Regions from separate parts of the Cricetulus griseus genome. Here region 1 is linked to region 2. The links are chromatin contacts, called in public Hi-C maps. All regions are on one chromosome and are shown on one strand. Each heading gives the region's core, a stretch centred on a gene start, on an enhancer-like site or on the middle of the called end of the contact. The rest is flanking DNA. Distances are from core to core; before and after follow the strand shown. Region 1 has its middle 160 kb from the start of Fam20a. Region 2 overlaps Fam20a (pseudokinase FAM20A).

Region 1 (4,250 bases), core at 1,575-4,074, 200 kb before region 2:
ACTCAGAGATAGGGGCAGATGGATCTCTTTGAGTTCATGGCTAGTCTGTCTGCTTAGTGAGTTCCAGGACTACACAGAGAAATCCTGTCTCAAAGTGGGGTGGGGGCTAATGAAGTTTACAAAGTGAAGTCAGAAATAGATTGATAACAGGTAGTTTATTAAGGAATAGTACTCATGCAAGGAGCCAGTGACCAGGTTTGCACCGGACCAGGAGGGACCCACAAGATGCTTCCTAGTGAGCTCAGCCAGGCGAAAGAGAGAAAAGGGGCTGCTTGCATGCCTCCTTTCTACTTAAACTCTTGTTATGGCACTCTGACCACGCCCAAGCAGGCATGGTCAGCAGTACCTCTTAATCAGGGTTTCTCCCTACGGAGGGAGGGACATTCTACATACCAGAGAAGACAGTCAACAAAATGAAGAGACAACCAGCAAGAATGGGAGATCATCTGGGTCAGCAACTCATCCCATATATCCAGAATATACAAATAACAAAGCCCCTCAACACTGAAAAGGTAATTCAGATGGACAAACTGGCTCAACATGTATGGGAGCTTGGAGTCATCAAGCCTGACGGCTTCAGTTGTCTCCAGAACACACACGGAAGAAGGAGAGAAACACCTCCTGCAAGTTGTCCTCTGCCATACATGTGCTGTGGCAAAAGCACAGGCAAACATACATGAACATAAATTAGATATATAAATGCAAAAAAATGTAAACCAAGAAATATAATCAAAGTCAGATAGCTGATCTTCTGATCTAGGCAGACACTTCTCAAAAGACAAAAAAAAAAAAAATCAATGTATGAAAAGGTGTTCAGTATCTAAAGTTGTATCAGTTACTGTGACAAAATGCGTGGCAAGAACACCGTAAGGAAAGGAAGTCTTACACTGGCTCACGGTTTCAAAAGAATCCATCAACATGGCAAGGAGATGGAACAGCAGGCCAGAGCAATTCATGTGGCTGGCCAGGAAACATCTCCTAATCTTGTTCTACAAGATAGAAAATTCATTGTGGGCATCTCTTAATTAGTTATTGATGGAGGAGGGTCTGGCCCATTGTCAGTGGTGCCACACCTGGGCAGGTGGTCCTATAAGAAAGCAGGCTGAGCCAGCCATGAGGAGCAAGCCAGTAAGCAGCACCCCCCCATGGCCTCTGCATCAGCTCCTGCCTCCAGGTTCCTGCAGTGTTCGAAAGAGGAACACCAGAACAGTAACAGCTTCCTCCTTTCTTTCCTCCCTCTCATTGTCCCTGAGCCTTGAACTCATGAAATGGCTCTATTAATACCGTTATTCATTATCCCGCTTGGTTATCTCTCTTTGCAAAGGCTCATACAGGCAAAGTGTGGGCATCACCAGTCTCCTAGGGGATTCTGAATCCAGTCACAGTGACAACGAAGACTAACAATCATGCTGGCCATGGAGGGAATGAAAGTCAAGACCACAGAAAGATTCCATCTCATTCCAGTTATAAATAAACAATAGATTCTGGTAACGATGTGGAGAAATGGAAGACCTGAATATTGATTGTGGGGATGTAAATCAGTGTAGCTACTGTGGGAAGCTAAACACTAAAATTCGAACTATCATTTAATCTAGCCAATTAATTCTTCAGTATACATCTGAAGGAAATGAATTCAGAATATTAAAAGGATGCGCATCTACTCATATTTATTTGACCCTATTTATATTAAGCAAACAAACAAAAAACTATTGAGTGTCTGTTAAGTCGTTAGTTCATCTTATCCGTCATGCTCTACAAATCTAGTGGCTTCCTCTCCAGTAGCTTTATAACTGACACCAAGAAAGCCGAGTTGATGTGAAGCACTTTTTACAATGTGATATTACTTCAAAATGATACACCACACACCCCTCCGGAGAGATGACTCAGCGGCTATGCGAACATACTGTTCTTGTGGACCTGAGTTTGGCTCCCAGCATCCACGTCAGCTGGTTTACAATTGCCTATAGCTCCAGTTCCAGAACTGATGCCTCAGACCTCCGCGGACACCTGTACTTACATAACACATACCACACACAGACATCTGCGAGTAAGTAAAAAACAAAAACAACAACAACAACAAAAAAAAAAACAAACAAAAAACCAGCTGTAATCCTAGTTCATGCTTACACTGCAGCCTGCCAGCCAGTCCCACCAATTTCATGTTTGCTGGAATCCACATACACATGAGGCACAAATCTCCGGTTGGTTCTGCGTCTCTGGAGATCCCTGAGTGATGTACCAAATCTTACTGAAATCAACTCGGGATGCCACAGACACACTTGGTCCCACTGCCCGGCTTTCTAGTTCCAAACGTGAGCCGGTCCAATTCACCCACATCCGAAGAGGAGCCTGCAGTAATCACATGAGACACACGGTGGCGCTCTTGCTCTATCCCAGTGAGCCATGCTTCCTGGCGATAAGACCGGATCCAGGGCTGGAGTTTCTGAGGCTGGTCCCTGACTCATCAATAAAAAAGCAGTCGCAGAAGCTCCCAGTTTAAACAAAGGACATTGCCAAGGGCCGGTAGACGCAAGCTTACAGCTTCTGTGGTCTAGAAAAGTAGCTGTTTAGATGTGGCCTTCCTTGCACGGGCTAAAAGAAACCCCACAAAATGCCTCAGTGAAGAGAGAAACCCCTGGACCAGCAGAAAAGTAGGCGGTGTATTTGTTGAAGCTTGACTATCCCATTTCTCTTGTTCTCTCTACAATAAAAGACAACCGTTCCTTCTGTATTTTCTTTCTTTCCACATTGTTGAGACTGCTCTAGAAGGACTGAGGCCACAGTAGCCTCGAGATGCAGCCTGTTGGCTTGCATGTTTTTGCACACCGGATATGACTCACGCTGCGCCAAGGATATCTGCTGCCCACAATCCTGGACAGGATCTGTCTGTGCTTCTGTGCAACCACTTGGGTTATCTGCTGGTGGTCAGAACTATACCCCATCATTTAGCTGTGAACTTAGCCACAGGTCTCAAAACGTCTTAATTCATAGGTTTCTCTAAGTCTTGCGATTTCTGCAAGAAAAGTTTAAAATGCCTTCACTTTTTAAATTTCCTGTTTCATATGAGGAAACAGACCCAGAGTAACGTCAACATCAGAGTAAGAATCCATGGCTCCTGAGGCTCAGAGGGAGGGTTAGCAAGTTAAATATTTGCTGCTCCGTCATGCTGTCCTGAGTTTGGATCCCCAGCATGCCTGTAAGCTAGCATTGTGGCATGGCCCTGTAAACCTAGTTCTTGGGGTGTTGGGTGGGAGAGCAGACAAGAGTCTTACTGTCCAGCCAATTTGGTGACTTTCAGGCTCAGTGAGAGACTGTTTCAAATCATAATGTGGATTCATAGGTGTATCTTGTCTCATCAGTCCTAAGTGGCCATCTTGGCAGGGTCAGAGCCAGAGGTTAGGAAGGACCAGGGCAAAACAGTGTCTTCAGGATATGAACAGACTGCTGCTACCTCGTGACAATCACAACAGCTATGACAACTGAGACGCATTCAGGTTTCTTGATGGCCACTGCACAAACGGGAGAAGCCACCAAACATTTGATAAGTCATTGTTTAAAATGTTTTGCTTCCATGGGAGTTCCAAAAGCAATAAAAACAGACAATGGTCTGGATATACTAGGAAGGCATGTCAACAATTTTGTGCTCTATGGAAAATTGATGACAAAACAAGTATTCCTTATAATCCCCAAGGACAAAGGATTATGGAGCATGCTCATAGCTCCTTGAAAATGCAACTTCAAACAATTAAGAGGGGGAGTAGTGTCCCCAGTCTCCATGTGATGCATTAAATCATGCATTCTTCATTTTAAATTTTTTTAAATGCGAATAACAATGAGCAATCTGTTGCAGACAGATTCTGGCATGATGGAACTGGAGCGACTTTCACACAGGTCAAATGGAGACACCCATGTACTAGACAGTGGAGAAGACCCAGTTTGGGGTGGAGGGGATGTCTGTGCTTTCTTTCAGGAAAAATAATAAAGCTCAATGGCTGCCAGACCATCTGGTAAGATTCGTGGAGCAGAGGAAAACTGGACCTGAAGCTGTGGGAGCCTGCCCAAGCCAGTTCAAGTGAAACACATGGAACCAGTGTTCCTGACTGATGGGGAATGTACTTCTGTGTATGTTCATCTTATTGATTGTTGATTAAAGTACTGTTTGGCCAATGAGGCAGCAAGTTAGACGGGACTAGGAGTCAAAGAGAATTCTGAGAAATGTAGTAGAGAAGTGGTGATCCAGGCAGGAAGTG
Region 2 (4,219 bases), core at 518-3,017:
GGCCTGCAGAGGCAGGAGGGTCCTGGTTGTAACCTGACTGAAGAGGGAAATGTTGAGACAGCTGCCATGATGTCTGGCACCTTATCCCAACTTATTCAAAGAAGGGTTAGGGAAGAGAGCATCCAGAGTGTATGTGACAGCCTCAGCCTGAAGCCCATTTCTTCTCCTAGGTTCGGACGACATTCCCAGGACGAAATCTCCATCCTCGCCCCTCTCTCACAGTGCTGCACGTAAGCTTTCACGGTGTGAAGTCCCAAGGGCAGGCAGCAGTCCAGTCATTTCAGCCTGCCTGCAACCTAACTATGAAAGCCTTCATCAGTTTTCCCTGGTCAAGGACATCACAGGCAGAATGATGTCAGCTGCCTGCTTCCCATAGTGTAGCTGTCGCCCCCCTACCCCCACCCCGTGACATCTCCTTAGCAGAAAACAAATTAAGATCTGATCTTTTTTGAATTGCCAACTTTAATCTTTAGCCCACTAAGATAATCACCCACTTTTTGCAGATATCAATGCTATCTGGTATTAATAAGCAGCCCTTCACTTTTCCTGGCCCTCGTGTTTGCTCTTAAGTATTGCTATTTTATCACCATCGATTGAAGTCTGGTAAGCTGGGTCAGACTGCAGTTCTAGCCCCTTCTCTAAGGACACCTACTTCTGCATCTCTGGCATTTTAGCCAGGCTTGTGACATTAGGCCCCTCCTAACTATAGTGCATTTGTTCCCTTGGCACAAGAGTGGTCCAAACAAGTTCATTTAAACATCTCTCCTCCTGGGCATGATGAGCAGTTGTTTTTGTCAAAACTCAGCGAGCTGTGCTGCTTGCATGAGTCTAAAAGAAATGAAAACTCTAAAGTCAAAATGGACCTAGTGGCTTGTTATCCCTATGGTTTCAGAATCTAACACAGGAGACACATCCTGAAGTTGGCAGATGGAGGCTGAATTTTTAGTCAACAAACAACTTTATCAACCTACTGGAAGCTTTTTTAAAATCTTAAAAAACAAACTTTAAGAGCCACTTCATTTGACTCCGTTAACACTGACTGTCAGAGTAATCACATATGATTTGTCACCACCATGGGTGACATTACAATTACTAGAGTTCTCGGCTCCATGGGTAAAGGGACCAGAGTTGATCTCCAGGATTCACATGGCAGAAAGAACCAAGTCCAAGTTGCCCTGTGGCTTTCACACACACACACACACACACACCACACACACACACACACACACACACACACACACACACACACACACACACACACACACACACACGTTAAGAGCGCAAATGGCTTGGCAGCTCTTGACTAGACACAATTGGACGAAGGCAGTTGCCCACTGTTCTTTTTCTATGTAGCTTTCACTGAAATGTGTTTCCCTGGAAATAAAATCTCCAAGAATACCAGCCTGCAAGCGCTGTTTGTGGGGACTGGACAAGTACAGGCCAAGCTACTTTCCTTAGTTTGCTGATCTGGCTCCACTGGCTTTGTCTCATCAGGATAAAAAAGAAAACACTTTTGCATCTTCAGCTGCTGGCTCAGGCCGACTACAGACTCAGCGACGTGATGCGGGAGTCACTCCTAGAAGACCAGCTTGCCCCTGTCCTCACAGAACCCCACCTCCTGGCCCTGGACCGAAGACTCCACATCATCCTTAAGACAGTAGAGGACTGCATAGAAGCCCGTGGGGAACGGAGAGTCATAGCTGATGGCCCAGCACAACAGTCGGCTCCAGACTCTGGCCAGGCGAATCTGACAAGTTAATGGCTAGCTACAAGTAACCTCTGAACACACAACTGGAACCAGCTGTGGGTGCTGGTGTGTAGGCCCCTGCTGCTCCATTCCACCCTGGGGTGTTGGAGGCCAAGTCATGAGCTCAGGGAGGAGGCAGGAATGCTTTGTAAAAGCAAGTGGGATCCACCAAGCCTTATCTTTACCCTTGGATAGAGGTCACTGCTTTTACAGTGCGCTAGCTGGGGCTCTGTCTTCCTAGCAAGCTCTGACTCCATCACGGTTGCAGACTGTCTTCTGAGCACACTGTGAAACCTGGATCTGGGCCAGGCTTGGGGGTGTGGAGGCCCTGTTCCAGAAGTTTTTACTCTACCATGTCAAATAAAGGGACATCAAGTGGATAACTGGCTTCCTCCAAGTCCTTACTATATATGCAGGTACAGTGTTCTGCCTGGTCCACAAAAAAAAAAAAAAAAAAAAAAAACCTCATCTCCCAAACAGACCTAAAATTCTATAAATCTCAAGTTAATGCAAAAAAAGGAAAAAAAAAAAACAAACAAAAAAACCCTTTCTACTGCCATTCCAATGTCTATAGAAATACCAACTAAAGGTAAATTTGCTCAGAACGGGGACACTTCAGTTTGAAGAGTACTATCAGCTGAGGAGCTGTGTGGCTCCGGTGGAGTGCTTGCCTAGCAGATGCAGAGCCCTGGGTTCAAACCCCCAGTACTACATAAAACCAAGCACACTGGCAATGCTTGCAATGCCAGCACTCAGGAGGGTCAGAAATTCAAAGATATTCTCAGCTACACAGTGAGTTCAAGGCTAGCCTAGGCTGCGTGAAGAAAATAACACAAGTCAAAACTCAGACACAGGGGAAACTGGCAGCAAGTCAGGACTGCATGGGTGAAGAGTCAAGTAAAAATAAAGGGCTTCAGCAGATCACTTTGTCTTCTGATGAAAGCTAGAGGATCAAAAAGTATGAGGGAAGGAGGAAAAGGCACCACTAAGAGGGACAAAGTCAAGAATCAGAAAGGCTACCACAGACTTGTACGTATATCCAGAGACAGACAGGACAAACAATAGTAGTGTTGTTTTCATCTTGACTCGAGGGCTAGCCTGAAACTCCCAAGTGCCTGGATTGCAGGCATGAGTCACCATGCTTGTCTTGCAATGGACGGTTCTCACTCACCCTAGCACCCCACATTAGAGGTACACAATCCCTGAACCCAGTTTGCTCAATAACATTGCTTCTATTCACCCTAAAGCCTCGCCATGCCCCAGACACTTTACCAGCCTGAGAGTCGACATACAGGTTTGCAACCCTCCTGAATATACATAACCCCCTATTTCCAATGTGCAAGGAGGAGAACTAAGGCTCTCAAAAAGATTAAAATCATATCATTTTGTGGTTCAGACCTATTCTGAAGGGAAGTTGGTGAAGATAAATCTGTTAGCAGGAAAGACTCATACCAGAAAATACCAGACAAAAAGTGTAAAGTTGAAAGCTGGCCTGGGCTATGGAAAGAAAAAAGGCAAAAATCAGCTCTTTAACCAAGGAATCTTAGTGCTAAAGACTCTCCCATGTAGGGTGGCCCTTTCATCAGGTACAGCTTTTTTTTTTTTTTTTCAAGATGTATTTACTTATTATATGTGTACAGTGTTCTGCCTGCATGTATGCCTGCGAGTCAGAAGAGGGCACCAGATCTCATTACGGATGGTTGTGACCCACAATGTTGTTGCTAGGAATTGAACTTAAGACCTCTGGAAGAGCAGCCAGTGCTCTTAACCACTGAACCATTTCTCCAGCCCTGAGGCACAGCTTCTCACGTCATCACCTGTTTCTCCTTTTCTCCCCTGTGGAGGAAGCACTAGGAAGCCACTGAAGAATTGGGGGGAGGAGGGAGTGGAATCCTATGTTGAAAAAAAGGTTTGAGACTTTCAACCACTTGGGTGAGTTGCACTCCACCTCCAATCCAGCCTCCCTTGATGCAGACCAGCTTCTGAAGATTCTAGAATAAAATTTCTGATCTACTTTTCAAAATCAAAGTAACTGAATTTGATCATGATATGTTGATAGTGTTGAATAACTACATATACTTTACTTTTAAAATTCTAACAAAAAAAAACCTAAGACCAGCATTTTTCAAAAATACCAGAAAACACAAACATTCCATTCTCAGAAGTATCAAGTTCTCAAGGCTTGCTCACACTGAATCATTGCTCAACTTCCCATGAAAAAGTATTCTGAGTCTATGTGAAAACTTTCCATGTTACCACTGACAAGCAAATAAAAAGATGAAAAGACTATACAATGTGTGAACTGGTGGAAACCAGTTTGGAGGGGTACGCCACAGCATTCTCTCAAAGCAGGACAATTTAGACCTAAGGATAAGCCAACTCTCTCACATGCAGCACCCTTGGCCACTCAAGAAATACCCAACCAGGCTCCCAAGAGTCTCTAGTGCAATTCCGCCAACTACAGAGTCTCAT

What was found. Hi-C and Micro-C count contacts between places; a contact is called where the count stands out from the background.
Region 1: a Hi-C map of fibroblasts shows a contact between it and region 2, with 5 times the contacts expected there. The contact joins two enhancer-like sites. A contact is called at or near these places in 7 of 8 Hi-C or Micro-C datasets (the CHK-Q cell line, the CHL-YN cell line, the CHO-K1 cell line and 3 more).

Annotation. Positions count from the first base shown.
Region 1 is chr7:122,740,320-122,744,569 of CriGri-PICRH-1.0, reverse strand. No RefSeq gene overlaps it. Among named protein-coding and RNA genes, the nearest start is that of Fam20a, 160 kb to the right of the region's middle. Within about 2 kb of position 2,824, at least 2 of the 6 cell types and tissues checked have open chromatin away from gene starts, as enhancers often do.
Region 2 is chr7:122,535,064-122,539,282 of CriGri-PICRH-1.0, reverse strand. It overlaps Fam20a (pseudokinase FAM20A), which reads left to right. Exons shown (of 11, transcript XM_027425805.2): 10 at 171-230; 11 at 1,495-1,759. The coding sequence ends at 1,759. Among named protein-coding and RNA genes, the nearest start is that of Prkar1a, 22 kb to the right of the region's middle. Within about 2 kb of position 1,767, at least 1 of the 6 cell types and tissues checked has open chromatin away from gene starts, as enhancers often do.